3 separate regions of the Mus musculus genome follow, and regions 1 and 2 are each linked to region 3. A link is a contact called in public ChIA-PET and Hi-C data. All regions are on one chromosome and are shown on one strand. Each heading gives the region's core, a stretch centred on a gene start, on an enhancer-like site or on the middle of the called end of the contact. The rest is flanking DNA. Distances are from core to core; before and after follow the strand shown.

What was found. Hi-C and Micro-C count contacts between places; a contact is called where the count stands out from the background. ChIA-PET counts read pairs in DNA pulled down with a chosen protein or histone mark.
Region 1: an RNA polymerase II ChIA-PET map of memory CD8 T cells shows a contact between it and region 3, with 16 read pairs. The contact joins two enhancer-like sites. A contact is called at or near these places in 4 of 484 Hi-C or Micro-C datasets (the G1E-ER4 cell line, mammary gland, muscle stem cells and 1 more) and 2 of 115 datasets of contacts at active chromatin or transcription factors (embryonic fibroblasts and memory CD8 T cells).
Region 2: a contact with region 3 is called in a Hi-C map of uterus. The contact joins two enhancer-like sites. A contact is called at or near these places in 2 of 484 Hi-C or Micro-C datasets (B cells and uterus) and 1 of 115 datasets of contacts at active chromatin or transcription factors (large pre-B cells).

The regions. Positions count from the first base shown.
Region 1 is chr3:100,501,473-100,505,336 of GRCm38.p6, forward strand. All of the region lies in intron 2 of Gm40106 (a long non-coding RNA gene), which reads right to left. All of the region lies in intron 1 of Gm12474 (a long non-coding RNA gene), which reads left to right. Among named protein-coding and RNA genes, the nearest start is that of Gm12474, 8.0 kb to the left of the region's middle. Within about 2 kb of position 1,454, at least 43 of the 459 cell types and tissues checked have an H3K27ac peak or open chromatin away from gene starts, as enhancers often do. A contact at or near this core is called in memory CD8 T cells, where this site is marked.
Region 2 is chr3:100,224,669-100,228,576 of GRCm38.p6, forward strand. No RefSeq gene overlaps it. Among named protein-coding and RNA genes, the nearest start is that of Gdap2, 64 kb to the left of the region's middle. Within about 2 kb of position 1,328, at least 16 of the 459 cell types and tissues checked have an H3K27ac peak or open chromatin away from gene starts, as enhancers often do. A contact at or near this core is called in uterus, where this site is marked.
Region 3 is chr3:100,356,856-100,360,698 of GRCm38.p6, forward strand. No RefSeq gene overlaps it. Among named protein-coding and RNA genes, the nearest start is that of Gm25802, 55 kb to the left of the region's middle. Within about 2 kb of position 2,381, at least 39 of the 459 cell types and tissues checked have an H3K27ac peak or open chromatin away from gene starts, as enhancers often do. A contact at or near this core is called in memory CD8 T cells and uterus, where this site is marked.

The DNA.
Region 1 (3,864 bases), core at 204-2,703, 140 kb after region 3:
GTGGGTAAATTAGGAATGGGTTTGAGTATCCAAATTACTGTGTTGGGGCATCAGATTTAAACAGAGAATAGGGAGCCCCTCCATGTATCTTGAGGTGACTGTGAGAATTCTTTCAAGTAACCCATGAGGTGAATGAAAGAATCATAGGGCCTCCTGAGTATCTTTTCCTTCCCCATCTGTCTGTCCGTCCATCCGTCCATCCATCTATCTCAGTGGTTCTCAACCCCTTTGGGAATCTAACCACCTTTTTGCAGGGGTCACCTAAGACCATCAGAAAACAACAGATATTCATAATATAATTCATAACAGTAGTAAAATTACACTTATGAAGTAGCAGTGAAAATAATTTTTATGGTTAGGAGTCACCACATGAGGGACTGTATTAAAGGGTTGCAGTATTAGGAGGGTTGAGAATCACTATTCTATCTAGAACCTGAGGCCACCAGCCACCACTGCAGTAAGGACCACAGCTGGTGAAAGACTCTGCCTTAGGTTGTGACAAAATGACCTTGTGGTTAGGACAATGACACAGTTTTTAAAGTTACTGGATAATGAAACTGGAGTCCCAAGGTGACAAAGACAAAGGAAAGGTGACCCTCCAGGATCTAGGATACAATTGGGGAACTAAAGTATGTTGGTCATACTTGGGACCAACACACTCCCCACTCTATGATAGTCAATGGCTTCTCCTTTCAGACCACATCCCTAATGCTTTTGTTACCTAAAATTCAAACTCACACACAGGATTCAGTGGAGAGGGTGTTAGCAGCATGTTGGCATGTTGGCTGTCCCTCTGCTACATGTGATCAGTTGAGGGGACAGAGGAGGTCAGGTGACAGAGTGCAGAATGGATGCAGTTATCCAAAGAACGTCCTAGGGACTTGTTCCTCCACAGAGGTAAGCCAGTGCCTTCACAGAAGCCCCAGGCCTCACAGTTGGACTAGCCATAGGTTTTCAGGGCATAGCAGACTAAAGTGCTACATCTGAGGTCCTCGCCAGCCTGGGACATAGCTTCCCACTTGTTTTATTTTGACTAGACTATTCAAAGATTCTCTCACATCAAGCTTGAGGTCCTTAAAGCAAAAGACTGTGGTACTAGTGCCAGTGAGCTGTCAAGGCTTGTCGCCCAACCCAAGGGCTTTGTTTTGTCTGACCGAATCTGAAGTAATCACAGGCCTGGTGTTCTTAGACTGTACAGAGAAAATTTTGTAACCTTTTTGACTAACTTCGTGGCCAGTTACCCCGGGGTGCAGGCTTCCTGTTACAGGGTTTAGAAACCTCTCTGAACCTTCTAGCAGCACACGGCTACGTAAACAAGGCTGAGGTCACACCTCTCCCTCCTTCATTTTTCTTCTTGGTTTTCTTATTAGTTCTTTGAAATTTTCATACAGTTTATGTTGATCATGGTCCTCCCTCTCCTCAACTCCTCCCAGATCCACATACCTCCCTTCCCTACATCATTAGAAGGTAGTGGTGGGGGCTGGGATGGTGTGGATAACTGAAAGCCACAGAGTCAGGGAATGGCTTATACTATGTATGTGTGACAGGAGACACTGATCGTTGTTCGTAGTCAGGACAGTGGCTCTCTGTGATGAGAAAGGATGGCTCTGGGCAGAAGCAGGAGAGCCTTGATGTAGGGTCCAGTTGGTTCTGACGTCAGTCCTTAGAGAGAAGGGCTTAGAAACAGTGCTGAGCTCCCCTGGGTGGTGCTCCCACTGATCAACACTAAGTTGTTGCCTTCATTTAGGACAGGGTTCTAAAACCCTTGAGGCCAAGGGAGAGCTGGGGATATGTATCTAGAAGACACCTTTTCCATGTCCAGATCCGAGACTCCTATCCTGTAGTTACATGGAATTCCAAAATGTAGGGACATTTTGTCTAAATGAATACTCCTGGTCTCCCCATATTCTGATCCACAGGACCTCATCTCAGGGCTGGGAGGAACTTAGTTGGTAGAGCGCCTGCCTAGTACATGTGAAGACTTAGGTTGGATCCTCGGTTCTATATAAAAACCAGGTATGGTGGTACAGGCTAGTAGTTCTAACACCAGGAAGGTGATAGTTGAAAGATCAGAAGTTCAAGGTCATCTTTGACTCCATAATAAGTTCAAGGCCAGCTACGGCTGCATGAGAACCTCCCAAGGCAGGGTTGGTTCACAATCTGTCTCTGTTATTTGTTTTCTGTACTGCCTTCGGCAACTTCCTTACTCTGTGTCTCTATTCCTTCTGCTGAGATGGGAATACGAATGTCAGCCTTGTCAGGCCATTGTGAAAATAAAGGGCCCAAGGTGCTTCTGTCTGCAAATGGCAGCAACAAGCCACATTACTGTAGTTACTGATTGCTGCTACGAAAGGGTGGATATCTGTGGTAAATCTACATTCATCAAAGGATGCTTTTGTAGGAATGAATGTTAACCCCTCTCTCTAATCTAGACAACTTTCAATCCTCCTGCCTCAGCCTCCAAGAGAACAGGCTAGTGCCACGAGATTGGGTAACAGTAATTGTAATGTCCCAAGGAAATGCTAGCTTATACTGTCCCAGTCAGAAGCTTTACCTATTAAATAGTCAACCCTCCCCCACTCACCCCAGACACACTCAAACATTCCTGCTTTCGTTTCAAATGGCTGAGTGCTATGCTCAGTGAACACCACCTTTCAGGACCCTCAAACAGCGTGTCAGCAGGAAGCCTGTCCCCCGCATGGCTACAGCCGTTCAGATTTTGCATGAAAACACTGTGTATGCTCTCAAACCATAGGCTTCTAGACTCTCGGGTATTGCTCTATGAACCAGAATCCAGCTGTGGGAGAAATGAGATCTCCGTGTAGTCAGACACCTGGACTTTCTGAGAGACGTGTCAGCTGTCTGGCTAGTTTCATGTAGGTTAATGATGGAAGCTGGCTGCTTTATGCTGAACAACTCTGCATTTCACTAAGCAGAATTTATCTCCAAGGATTAGGGGTTCAGATCCTCTAAAACAACTGTCCTTAATGACAGTAAAGGTTATTATGCTATCAGATGTCCTTTTAGAATAGGTGTTTCTCACAAGTGGAATTCAGAGTCACCAAGTGTCTACCTCACTGCAAATGAAAACATCCAAGAGGCCAGACAGTGGTGGTGCGTATGCCAGGAGGCAGAGGCAGGTGGATCTCTAAGTTGGAGGCCAGCCTGGTCTACACAGCGAGTTCCAAGGCAGCCAGGGCTACCCAGAGAAACCCTGTCTCCAAAAATCTATATATAGAATGAAAGAAAGGAAGGGAGGAAGGGAGAGGGGGAGGAGGGAAGAAGGGAGGGGACAGAGGGAGGGGGAAGAGAGGAAGGGAGGGAGAGAAGAAGAGAGGGAAAGGAAAAGTAAAGAGAAGAAAAGAGAAAAAGAGAGAAACGGTTCAAGAATTGTGGCCCCCTGGAAACCAGCTGGAGGATGGATTGGCCTGGGGATATTGGGCTTCAGGGATGTGGGTCTCATTCTGGTTCCCAGATCTGTCATGTGACCTTGGGTGTAATGGTTTGAATATGCTTGGCCCTGGAAGTAATCAGCAGTATTAGGAGGTGTGTCTTGGGGGAGTAGGTATGACCTTATTGGGACAAGTGTGCCACTGTGGAGGTGAGCTTTGAGACCTTCCTCCTAGCTGCCTAGAAGCCATTCTTCTGTTTGCTTTCTGAATACAATATAGAACTCTCAGCTTCTCCTGCACCATGTCTGCCTGGACACTGCTGTGTCCGTCCATGATGATAATAGGCTGAACCTCAGATCCAGTAAGCCAGCCCCATTAAGTATTGTCCTTTATAAGAGTTGCCTTGATCATGGTGTTACTTCACAGCAATGGAAATCTTAACGAAGACACTGGGCAAGTTGCTTCTGTTCTC
Region 2 (3,908 bases), core at 78-2,577, 130 kb before region 3:
AATCCACAGCTTCTGTGAGCCTGGGTTTTATTTAGAGCCTCTCTGCCTTTCCTCATACTGGTCTGTAGCAGCCTTCTACTTGTATTATCCTGGTGAGTGTGGGTTACCTCTTTTCTACGGGAGAGTGGTTACCTCATAGCACACCACCTAATTTGTCACTATGAACAGTTGCTCTCAGCTCAGCCTTCAAAACACAGACCCTTTAATAGCACCTATTTTTTATATTGCTATCACCACTTTCCACCAGTTTTCTTGGGCAGTTCTTAGATTTACCACTGTTTTCTGAATCTGTAAGTAGGACTCTAGGTTACATCACAAAATACTGTGTTTGCATTGCTGCAGTATTGAGAGTAGTTTTAATAACTTTCCATATGGGCTTTGATGGAGGAAAACCTCTGATCTAGACTGTACACTCCAAGAAGCTAAAGTTTGAAGCATCTCTGTGAACATCATTGTAGCCTCAGCACTGACCACAGCACTGGCAAGTGATATATATTTTGGTGTTGTATGAGTTGTTTTAAAGTAAATGTAAAGAAAGGGTGGGCAAATTTTCACTACAGTGCATTATTTGACGAGAGCATACCTGACCCAGCCTAATAAGAATAAACGATAAGGCAGCATCTTCTACTAGTAAAACATTTTCATATCCTTTATAAATCTAGATAAGCTCGTTAGCCCTGGATATTTTAAGGATTTACCAGAATTATATCATTTCAGAACAGCCTCTGTCAGCCCAAATCGAATAGATCGCAAGGATGTTGCCAAGGCAAATTCCTAAGAAGAACACAGTGCTATAGAAGCAGTTCACGGAGTCCTGAGAGTCTTGGTCGGTGCTCACATCCTGTTGCAATGTTAACAAGGATTGGCAGCCAGCCGTGGTGGTGGGAGATGAAGAAGAGCAGCCATGGTGAAGTCAAGATTCCTCAAGTAGATATGTTATGGGATGAGTCCTAGTCTAGGACATCGTGTTCAGTGATGAAAGCCAGGAGCACCTCTATTTTCTCTTTAATGAATCTCATTTTACTGCGAAGTGGTGAAACAAACACATTCCAGCTGAGAATTGTTAGCCATGACCTTTGTTCGGTGCGTAATATTCTGGATGTGCTCTGGACCGAGGTGTTACACTTTGCAGCTAAATTCTTACATATGCAGTGTCATAGTAAGCAGTGAACATTTGAGAAGAGAACTTCATTTGAAACCGAGACTGTTCCAGGGAGATTATTTGGTAATCACTTCTCACAGGATGACCATGTTTAGCCATGGGTCTGGTCAGGTGTGGCTTGGCAAAATTTTTCCACAAAGAATCAGATTTAGAGCTGAGTCATGTCAGATGCCTGTAATCCCAGGACTTGTGAGGCAGAGGCAGAAGAATAACATCAAGGGACAGACCAGCCTGGTCTGTGGAGTGAGTTCTGTGGTACCCCAAACCACAGAGGAAAACCCTCTCTCAACCTCCGTGTACCCCTAAGAAAATCAGATTTGAGAATGTGTTGAACTTGAGTTTTCAGCGTGGCTAAAAGCTATCCTGTGCCCACCCCTGAGTTTAGTTTTTAAATCTTTTAGCTTTGGATATGAGGAAGGTACACAAGAATTAGAAATTGATTTTCTTTGCCTGTTCCATAGGGAATGTTGACAAAAATATGAGACCAGCTAACTACATTGTTCCACAACACTTTTTCCTGAGTAAACCAAAGGACCCAGTGCATCCAATCTCAACCTTTGTAATAGGACCTGATGTCCTGACCAGGATGGGACATGTTCCTTGACACATTTGTCCTATTTCATGTGTGCATGTTTATATAACTACATGTTTACACATATGTGTACATTTGAAAAATGAAGTACAAAGGAAAGAGAAGAAAAACAAGTGCTGATAGACCAATGAAACAAGGAAGGAGAGTGGGCCTAGGCAAATGGCCCAGAGGCTGGGAGTGCTAGCTGCTTTTCCACAAGATCTTGGCTCAATCTCCAGCACTCACATGGTGGCTACAACCATCTGTCACTCTGATTCCAGAGGTGTTGGTGGGGGCCCAGCAAGATGCTAGGCACACATGTGGTACACAGACATACATGCAGGTAAAACACACCCAACACAAAACATATTTTAAAAACAGGAAGGAAGGAAGGAAGGAAGGAAGGGAGGGAGGGAGGGAGGGAGGGAGAGATCTCCTATATGGTGTGCTGTTGCTAGCAGATGACTATGACACTTGGAAGATGAGATTCCAACAGAGCTTCATTCTAGGGATATGTTAAGCAATACACTCCCATGAATCTGGGAGATGTGATGTCGAAAGGCCACATTTCTGGTCATCCCAAACTATGATTTTTTTTCTTTGTATTTCTGAAACCATGTTCCTGCCTTTTTGCTTGTCACATTATTAATAAGCATGAATAAAAAGAGTGAGGTGAGGTAGACACTAATATTTATAATCTGCTACTGTGTGCTACAAGTCATTTTGAATATATAAATAGCTGAGTCTCAACAATCCTGTAAGGTCGAAACACTTGTCTGTCTGTCTGTCTGTTTGTTTGTTTGTTTGTTTGAGACAGGATTTCTCCTTGTAACCCTGGCTGTCCTGGAACTCATTTTGTAGCCCAGGCTAGTCTCAAACTCACAGAGACCCACCTACCTCTGCCTCCTGAATGCTGGGCCTGCCCAGTGAGATTAGAATTTTTGTTCTTGTTTATAAGTGAGAACACAAGAGAACAGAGAGAACAACCAGTGTTAGCTAAGTCTCAATCTAGATTCAAACATGGTATCGAAGTAGCCGGCCTCTAGTTTACTAATTCAAGGTGTATCATGAAAACAGGGTCACCCATTGATTTCCCTAGGGACTTCCTGAGAGTTAGTGATGAGGTTGATGGAAAGTCAGGCTTTCTAACTCCCAGTCAGCTTTTAGATCTCTCAACTGACACCATGCTAAAAATACCCATTGGTGGGGTAAGCCTTGTAGAGGTCAGCTTGCACAAAGCACACAGGAATGTGCATGCAATTATATGGGAATGTATTCTGGATCATATAACTGAGTATTTTTGTTCTATCATGTGGTTTTCCCCCCTCTCATGACGAAACTTGTGGCTGTCATCCAAGTAACTACATAGCCCAGGATGAAGCAAGAAATGGGCATTCTCCTATGCTTGCTCAGAAAAGAAAAGAATGTTCTTGATAAGAGGAGGAACTTAGTGCATGCTGATTTTAAATAAATAAATATATACTATTTATATTAAATATATACATACTATTTATATTAAATATATACATACATACATACAAATTTAAAAAATAATTCAGTATATACTTATAGTGGGGGAAACAGTGTTTTATATAATAATCCTTTGGATTTGCTTATTTATTCTCTTGATTTTCAGATGTGTTTTGACCAAATAAATTTTAAAAATGACTTGACTCTAGCCCCTCCCTCCACAAGAGACAAAAACCCTTTGCTATAAAACTTCGATTGAAAGTAATTCTAGGACTCAGGCTCTCTTGTAAAGCATACTTGTCTCTGACAGTCTTAGTCTATCCACTGCTACTTTCCATATTCCAGGTAGACAAGCCATCGGGACCTGCAAGTTTGCAGTCCTACAGCTTCAGCTGCCTCTGCAGTCTTGCTTCCTCCCTACCTTCTTTTTCCCTTACCTCCAAACAATTCAGAACACATGTCACCAAGGGCCTCTTTGCCTTTCTATGTTCTTTAAGTATTAGCCTCCATAATCCAGCTCCTCTACTCTCCATGACCTCCCTCCCCCATCTGCATCCAATTTCAAGTTTAGGCCCTTACCCCTAACCTTCATTGTCTTCCTCCCTTAGGACCCCCAGTATCTTACATCCCTTTGTTCAAGTGACATCTTTCTTGTATCATGGTTTTGTGACATGGTATCTCACGCTAACCAAGGGCTTCAGATAT
Region 3 (3,843 bases), core at 1,131-3,630:
CTTTCTTGGAAGTGACCGGGGAAGTTGAAGTTGAAGTTCTTTTTGTCTTTCAAGTCACCAATTCATGCTCCAGCAAAAGTAATTGTGGTGGTTTCTTGACTCTTTGCAGGACCACTGAGTGGACTGTGCCCCAGACTGGGCTATGCAGGCAGCCATTATCCCGAGAAGTAAGGAAAAATGGGAGCTAGAGAAAGGATTGGATATTCTGAGTCTTGCTGCTTGGCCTCTGGATTTGGAGTGAGGTAGGGTGGAGAGAGAGCCACTCCCCAGTTTGCTGAACCCAGATGGTGGGTCCGTGAGAAACACTTAATTGCCCACAGAGAGGACATATAACTTTGGCAGAAGATGCAAGCTAATCAGAAGCAGCCCCCAACCTCCTCCCTTCTCCCTGCTGTAAATTCAGCTTGATGGGTACAAGAAGAAATTCTAGCACTCCCCAGAGTGCCTAGAATCACCAGCCAGGATGCCAGCCTCAATTATGAGTTATTCAGAAGCAACCCAGAATTTTTAATTTGGAAGATAAGAAGGTCCAGCCTTGCATGGCCAGGCCCCTCCAGGAACTGTTACCTAGATAAGCTTTCTTTACTTCCAGCCAGAAACCATTCTTCCTTCATGTTAATAGCCTTTATGTAGGGGATGTCAAAAAGAAACAAATAACAGGGAGAGGAAGGTGGGAAAAAGGTTCAGTTGGTTACATGCTCACCCTGTGGGCATAAGGACCTGAGTTCAGATTCCCAGAACCCAGATAAAAAGCCAGGAATGGTGACACACTTCTGTAACCCTGGCACTGAGGAAATGAAGACAGACAGACAGATCCCTAGAGATGCCTTAGTCACCCTGCCTGCCAATCCATGTACTTCCCATTCAGTAAAATATCCTGTCTTGGTAAATAAGGAGATAAGGGGGACAGCTATAAAGAGCTTGATTTCTGGCCTTCACATACATATATGCACAGACGCGCGCATGTGCACACACACACACACACACACACACACACACACACACACACACACACACATACTACATGGAAAAAAAAAAGAAAAAACAAGAGTGGCTAGAGACAACCCAGCCTTGGAGACATAAACGAATTAAAGTACCAGTGAAATAATTTAGGTCTCATTGTTCCACTGAGCATCACTGTCATATAATACATATGTGACCTCAGGAAAAACAAACACTATGAGTCTCAGTATTGCCTCCCTGACAGTATGCTACACATGAACATATGAAATGTCAGGAGCTCCCTCAAGGATGGATAAATGGTAGACCTTTTCTCTCCCAAGCTGATGGGGCCACTGAGACCAAATATTAGAATCCGTGTTTTAGCCCTTCTCTCTCTCAAGCTATTGTTCCATGGAGAGGTTTTCCTCGAGCTTGTTCACTCCTTAGCTGCTGTGGTTTGTATCAATTCTATTAGTCTTGCTAGCCCTATGTTTTTTACTGTATCCTCCTTAAGATCTATTCTTCACTAACTGCTGGCACAAACTAATAGCCTGAAATTGTCGTTAATACAAAACATATAACAGAAAGACAACATGACCACTCATAACACGGTGATGTGTGAAGATTAGCCAGGATGGTTGCTAGCAAGGACATTGACGCCATGGTAGATTTTGCAGTGCCAGGTGAGCTTCTGAAACACTTGACATGTAAACTTTCAGCTCTAACAAAGAACCATATTTGAATACACTGTTCTATGAGATGCAACAGCTGACAGGTGTTTTTAGAACCCACTGCCCTTGAGACTCAATAATGATTTTACTCTTCTAGCAGCTATAGGTAGAAAGAAATGAATTTAGAGGCCTCTCCCTCCAATCTCTCATAGCATTCTGGCTTCCCAATACCAAAAGCTAACAATTTGCATCCACTCTGTTAGCATCTCTTAACCATGTTTACTCAAAAGTGAGATAGGTCTTTGAAGGCTGGACCAGTAGGAATGGGGTGAGAAGGAAATACCCCATTTTTTTTCTCTTTGGCTAAGCCACTAGCTTCCATGTTTCTTTTATGTTAAAATGTCCCCACCCTTGCAAGTGGGACATGAAATGTCCCAGCACACTCAGGTGAGACCTACTGGACCTTCTGTAACAATGGTGAGAGCTTGGCTGTGGTGGGGACTGCATCAGAGTCAATCCGATGTTGGAGTCCAGGGAGTGAGATTCTAGTCCAGTCCCAGCTTCACAGGCTGTGGGCTATGGGAGGCATCCCTGTCCGCCATCAGGGGTCCACTAGTTCCTTAACTGGAACAACCAGGGAGGGGGAAGAGAGGAGCCTGAGCATTCTAAGAAAGTGTGAAAAATGTACACAGCCACTAGGTGTCAGCATGCAGAAAGACAGCAGGCTCTCAGGACACAAAGGGCTTGCAAGTATTTTGGCTTCCGGTATGTTCAGGTTCAGCCCTAGAAGAAAGCTGCCAGTTTCCCCGGTCCCCACGCAGTTACTGAACATCAGCGTTTGACAGCCCTTTGAAGCTCTACTCCAAACGGTCCCTTGGGGAGCTTTCCCTGATGACACCCTCTCCCATATTTCTCAGACACGTTTGGTCAGTCAGCACTTTCTCTGCTCTCCCCATCCGAATCTTGACCATGACAATCAAGACTTCCAGAGAATGGGCACCCCCTCTCGGTCTCCCTGTAAGGTTCTTTTAAGCAGAGACAAGCTTCCTTCATCTCAGTTTTTTGATTTTCAACCCAGGACTGCCTGTACTTGCTACTTAAGCTAAGTGAATGGAGGAGCTTAGAATCAGGGCGGTATGGGGGGGTCTAAACAGTTTTAGAAAGCAGTAACTTGGTTATTATGTCAATTTATCTTTTTATCCCCGAAAAGCTGAACACCTACAAAAGACAGCATTTCTAAGGGTATGAGTAGTGTTCCCATCATTGGGCAAGTTTGGGCTCAGAAGGCACCCAGGAGACATTTGACCCCTTTGAATGAAACTGAATTAAAGTAATAGACCTTGAAAATAAATAGCATTTTAGAAACTGGTAAGAAGTGGCCTTTCTGGATTGTCCACCAGAGAGACCCTTGGAAAGCAGGTTGCTGGCCTGAGAATTGTGTCTATCCCGAGGGGCTCCAGAGTTAAGTTAATGTGGTCTCTGGGTCTGTCTGGATTCCCACACCTCCCCCTTAACATACAGCCACGCATAGCCTGGAAGAGCAGTAAGTCGTGGGCACACTAAAGAATCTCTGACGATGTCATTGTATTCAGTGGGACCAACAGCAGGAAGATGCCTTCCTCCAGCATAGTGGTTCTCAATTTGTAGACTGTGACCCCTTTTGGGGGTCAAATGACTCTTTCACAGAGGCCACCTAAGACCATTGGAAAACACAGATATTTACATTCTGACTCATAACAATAGCAAAATTATAGCTATGAAGTAGAGACAAAAATAATTTCGTGGTTGGGAGTCACCACACATGAGGAACTAACTGTACTAAAGGGTCACAGCATTAGGAAGGCTGAGAGCCACTGTTAGCACTTCTGAAAGACAGCTCACGCAGCTCCCTGGCATGTCTTTCCCTCACTATAAACAGATTCTCAGGTGTCTCAATGTTCTCAAAAGCTTCCCCACTCAACACAGCTGCTCCTTAAACCTCCACCGTCCTTCACTGTCAAGCCCCTCCACCCGCAGAGAGCCATCTACGTCTTGCCCGTACATTCTTCTCTGCCCCTCCATTCTCTGCAATGTGGCTCAGGGCTCAAATAGTCCTTCAACTGGATCAAACAGACTGGATCAAACTGGTCCTCCTGACTGGATCAAACAGACTCTCACAGCCCCACAGACGCTATCAGCTTCTTGCTTGAAACTTTGTCTTGATTTTTCATGACAGCCCCACTGGTATGAT